Linked DNA regions of Xenopus laevis: region 1 is linked to region 2. The links are chromatin contacts, called in public Hi-C maps. All regions are on one chromosome and are shown on one strand. Each heading gives the region's core, a stretch centred on a gene start, on an enhancer-like site or on the middle of the called end of the contact. The rest is flanking DNA. Distances are from core to core; before and after follow the strand shown. Region 1 overlaps eps8l1.L (epidermal growth factor receptor kinase substrate 8-like protein 1). Region 2 has its middle 16 kb from the start of eps8l1.L.

What was found. Hi-C and Micro-C count contacts between places; a contact is called where the count stands out from the background.
Region 1: a Hi-C map of the XL177 cell line shows a contact between it and region 2, with 2.5 times the contacts expected there. The contact joins two enhancer-like sites. A contact is called at or near these places in 2 of 4 Hi-C or Micro-C datasets (the XL177 cell line and the XTC cell line).

What each region holds. Positions count from the first base shown.
Region 1 is chr7L:109,829,853-109,832,581 of Xenopus_laevis_v10.1, forward strand. All of the region lies in intron 3 of eps8l1.L (epidermal growth factor receptor kinase substrate 8-like protein 1), which reads left to right. Among protein-coding and RNA genes, the nearest start is that of eps8l1.L, 32 kb to the left of the region's middle. Within about 2 kb of position 1,354, at least 1 of the 7 cell types and tissues checked has an H3K27ac peak or open chromatin away from gene starts, as enhancers often do.
Region 2 is chr7L:109,781,817-109,784,516 of Xenopus_laevis_v10.1, forward strand. No RefSeq gene overlaps it. Among protein-coding and RNA genes, the nearest start is that of eps8l1.L, 16 kb to the right of the region's middle. Within about 2 kb of position 1,320, at least 1 of the 7 cell types and tissues checked has an H3K27ac peak or open chromatin away from gene starts, as enhancers often do.

The DNA.
Region 1 (2,729 bases), core at 104-2,603, 48 kb after region 2:
ATGTGGCATCCCCAGGATGGAGAGAATTTTTTTGGAAATTCAGCTTTCTAGCTTTGAGGATGCTAGATGACCACAAGGGTAGCAAGGTTAGATTTGCCCGCCTAGATACACAAGATAACCTGGTGGGTACTGTATATATTACAATGCCTTTTCTGTCCAACCAGTGGGTATAAATTCACTGTCCTGTTTTCTCCTATGACACTGCAGGAGTTACTAAGCTGAGTACCATGCTCCTAAGCATACCCTCCATCAGAAATGAGCCCTCTTGGTAGGAATGCCACCTTTTCTATTAAAATATTGGTGGTAGCATAAGGGGTGTTTAGTGGCGTAAAGGGGTTGGTGATTGGGATGGAGCAGGACATGACCTGTCAGTTCAGGAGAAGCTGGCTGGAGTGGCTGGTTATGAAATAGGCAGGGGCAAACCTCGAAGATCACTATAGGGGGATCAAAAGTTAATGTTAATAGACAGTTCTTAAAATTGCTTAGAATCTTATAATAGTATACTTTGTAACACCCTTATGGGAAGTAGAATGAAACAAACAAAGATATGTTTAGAGATGAGGAATCTGTGTCTAAGGTTCTTCAGGATGGAAGTAGATTGTGGAACTTCTGGGGAGCCCAGTAGTATAGTTGGCTGGCAGTAGCCCTGACTGGCAATTTTCATACTGTATATTTCTGCAAAAATGGGTCATTCAAAGATTTAAGGGGGCCTTAAAAGGATTTTGCTGTGGATTATGATAAAGACCCCTCACCATAAGTTCTGACACTGTATCATGTTAAATGTTGCTCTAGATATTTTAGGTGGAGTTCATTCCTGAATATTTACTTAGAATTTATTTCTCATTTCAATGCCACTGCACTGCACATAAATCACTGTTTGCATGGGCTGACAAACAGGTCTGCCTGCCAAGTCACTTCTAGGGCAGCAACACAACAACCATTTATTTGCATATGAAAAAAAATGTTTTTATTTTGCCTTCATTGTGAGTATGTAAAGGGCTGTATATATAAAATCTAAAAATGGCAGCATAACACAATAAGACCAGAATTCCTGCTTGCAGTAAATGGAAATCACAGCTGGTATTTGTACAGCACACAGGTGTTGGTTGGGTAACACATCTCAGGATGGAATTTAGATACCAGAGATCAGTATACTGCTAGATATAATTGTGTATGTGCTTATGCTATAATTACCAGTGACAGGAAATGGGAATATTCTTCATAAACATATTCATGAACACTCATTAGAACAGAGACAGGCAATATTTGGCACTCCCCTGCTGAAAAAGAACTTCCATCCATAACTGCCAGTTTTGTGTTGTACAACAGCTACAGCATGGGGCATTGGGTCCTTTAGGGTCATAGTACAGCTAAAGTAAATATATATTTGCTTTGTGAGCCAGATTAAGTGTGAGAACCTGATTTTTTGACAGTGCACTGTACTATAACCTATAAAAAGGGTCGTACACACTTTCACTAAATGCATTGAAGATGAAGCCTTACCCTGTATCATTGCAATATCAGTCGGGTATATTCAATAAAGGGTGAACAGAAAATTCAATATAACATGCAAAGAAAGAGAACTTCACAACCCAAATCACAGTTTAGGACTATAGCTATGCCCAACTAATGCCCTATAAGACTGGACCTGTGTCCCACTGACCTGCTATAAAGTATTAACCCGCAATCCTTGTAAGGAACTATTGGTAAACTAAAGGCAGACCAAATGGGTTATATACAGATAGCTCCACGGTTAGATAATAACTGTTCGAAATAAATATCAAGTTAAATGTTTCCAATGCATGCAAGACGACAATAAGATACAAAGCTTTGCCTTCAACTGATATGACTTAGTGGTTGGAGCACTGTGTGCTATACTCTAACCTTTGCTCACCTGTCCAACATTTACCATGATATGGGATGATATGGAAAGATTAGTTTAACACATGATCAGGGACTGAGTTATGTTCAAACGATAATGTCGTACAAATGATAAGCATAAAATCATTGGGAAAGCCTGTATCCAATAAAATCCCTGTAGAGCCATGATATAGAGTGAGAGTAATGGGATGTGCACATATTTACTAATCAGCCGCTTGGGGGTTTAATCACTCAAAAATGAAAACAAAATACAGGTGTATAAGTTAAGCCTGTTTATAACAGCCAGGCAGAATAAATGATCCTGCTGCACAGCTCAGAGTCTTCCCTGGTGACTTTATGCCCTGAAGTGCCCCTCTCTTTTGACTTCCCTGTTGTTTTTTTTAATTCAGCCAACCAAGAAACGGTGCCATGTCCAGAGGAGATGATATCACTGTACTGAGTTCTTTTTTTGATTTACATTAAATGGAAGCCACAGTTATAAAGTAACATACATTATAGAAAAATACCTTTTGAAAATATGCAGATATACGTGGAAAATAATTTAAAATACCACTCTGCTTCCCCCCCAGTGAGCAGATATGCTGGTGTCTCAGGATGGGGCTAATAGCACTGCATTTTTGAGTATTGTACAGTATTTTACTGATACCGCCCTATTTGGAACCAATTATTTATAAAGCACCTGAAGTTACACATCACGTAACATACATTTTTAACAAACAGGGGTCTTACAATAATATAACAAACAAGGGGTTCACAGTAAAAAGTAGGATCAGGGGGCTCTGCTTGCAAGAACTTCCAATCCAATGACAGATATTGCAGTTGTAAGCAACTTTTTAATATATATGTTA
Region 2 (2,700 bases), core at 70-2,569:
TTTTTAAAGGGGAACACGGCAGGGTACGAAGAGCACCTGCTTTTCTGCTGGGGACTTGGTATTTAACCCTTTTTCTGAGCATTGAAGCAGAAACCCCAAAGTATTTTTTATCTTGTTTTACTAGTTTTCTTTGTGTTACTGTTCTACATGCTGGTAGGTGCCAATAACCAAAGGCAAGGGACAATAGTAGTCTGTTTCAGTACAGTTGGCCTACTATAAAACAAAATCAAATGCCAGTATTATGCCTATTTGGCACATTGTACCAGGAACTGCATGGCAGGTTTTATTATGCTGCAAAGTATATAGTTGTAAGGCAGTGCCCCAACCCGAGGGGCTCCCCAGAGCAGAAGCTGAAGGGGGTTCAGCCTGAAGTCCAATTAGAATAAGATTTGGGGAGAATGCCTTTTTGCCATGGAAATACTAACTCAAAGTTTAGCCAATTACAATGGGATCTTGGGGGTTAGCACTTATTGGTTTTTCGATGTACAGTACAGGTATGGGATCCGTTATCCTAAAACCCCTTATCCATATTTTTTTTTTTAATTCCTTTTTTTTTATCTCTTATAATAAAACTGTACCTTGTACTTGATCCAAACTAAGATATAATTGATCCTTATTGGATGCAAAACCAAGCTAATGTTTAAATGAATTTCTAGCAGACTTAAAGGAACAGTAACACCACAAAATGAAAGTGTTTTAAAGGAATGACAGTATAATGTACTGTTGCCCTGCACTGGTACAACTGTTTTTTTTTTGCTTCAGAAACACTACTATAGTTTATATAAAGAAGCTGCTGTGTAGCCATGGGGGCAGCCATTCAAGCACAGGACACTCAGTCGATAACAGAAGGATCTGAAGAATCCTATTGTATGCAAGAGAGTTTTATCTATTATCTGCTGTGTATCCTGTGCCTTTTCTCCTTTTTCAGCGTTGAATGGCTGCCCCCCATGGCTACACCCTTTAAGGTAAGTGCATGCACCCTGCTCTTCGGTAGGATGCCTTTCATACAGCAGCCAAGGGGGGCAGGGCAGGAATGGAATCCAGAGATGGGAACATTACATTATTAACAAGGAGATTGTTCATGTTATCAGTCAGCAAAGCAAAGAGCTATTCTTCCGCCGTCACGTTTCCTTCTTGTCTCTCCTGGTTTAACTGGTTGAACCAACTGCAAAACCTCCTGCCTCATAAGAAATAGCCGTGTGCTTGTGCAGAACTGGGTTACACCACATCCACATCAGAGTAAATATTTTCATTCTCTGCCCTTTTTTTCCATTCCCTTCTCCTTCCTCCCTATGGTTCTCTAATCTTTACTCTAGTTAAACCTTAACTACAAGACATAAGGTTAATACAAACAATGGGGGTCAGACCTCCCTTATGAATGACTCCCTGGTGCTATTTGCTAAACACTAGCCAAAGGGCAAAATAGTGTTTGTTTCTTTCCTGAGAACAATGTGTAATATTGTCATGTGGTCTTTAGGGTAAAAAACTCTTCTATGTAACCGTCACTTTTTATTCCTGCACCAAGGAATCCATTTCTTAGTACGTGCATGAATCTATAGGGCTGTCCTTGCCACAAGCCAAAGAAGGGTCCGTTATCCTTCGTCTGAGATATCTGTGAATGATACAGGTATGGGATCCATTATCCAGAAACCCGTTATCCAGAAACCTCCAAATTACAGAAAGCTCATCTCCCATAGACTCAATTTTATGCAAATAATCCACATTTTTAAAAACATTTTACTTTTTCTCTGTAATAATAAAATCGTATCTTGTACTTGATCCAAACTAAGATAGAATGAATACTTATGGGAAGCAGAACCAGCCTGTTGGGTTTATTTCATGTTTACATGATTTTCTAGTAGACTTAAGGTATAAACATCCAAATTATGGAAAACCCCAGGTCCGAACACATATGGAATCCACAGCATTCATTGCTAATTAGCAATTCATTTAGATGCATGGCTGCACATAAATCAGTTCAGTCTGCAGCATGCATCTAAATTAATTGCTAACTAGCTATGAATGCTGTGGATTCCATATGTGTTCAGTTTTTAAGTGGTAAGGTGGCAACCTTACTCCCAACTGTCTAGTTTTTAGCGGGACAATCCTGATTTTGACAGCTCAACCTGCAGTCCCGGATTTGTTACTGAAATGTCATGACTTTCTCTTTGATCGCCTGCACTGAACTGCCAGTAAAAGATACAAAGTTTCTAACTTAATTGGCTTTTGCCAGAGAGCCCAGAATAGAAACTTAGATACTTTTGTAACAATTTAAAATAAGCAAAGAAACAATTGTAAGATAAGCAGGTCTCTTGGGAAAACTGTAACTTGCAGCTTAAAGGGCAATTCACCTTCATTAGCAAAACTGTAATAACATAAAAACCACAGAAATGTGTTCATAACTTGCCGAATTTTGTAATATGAACATAGTAATTATGGGGTGTGGTCACAAAATGGGCATGGTAAAAAAAATATTTTTGCCCCTCTTTCTATTTATAAAATATAGGGTGGTATGGCACTAGGCCCTTTAAAAGTCTTTCTGGCTGGGGGGGGGGACACGAGCTTGTTATGGCTCTGCACATATATATATATATATATATTTTTATATATATATATATATATATATATATATATATATATATATACAGTATATATTATACTATATCTTAAATATTACTAAACTATATATTATATCGCTTG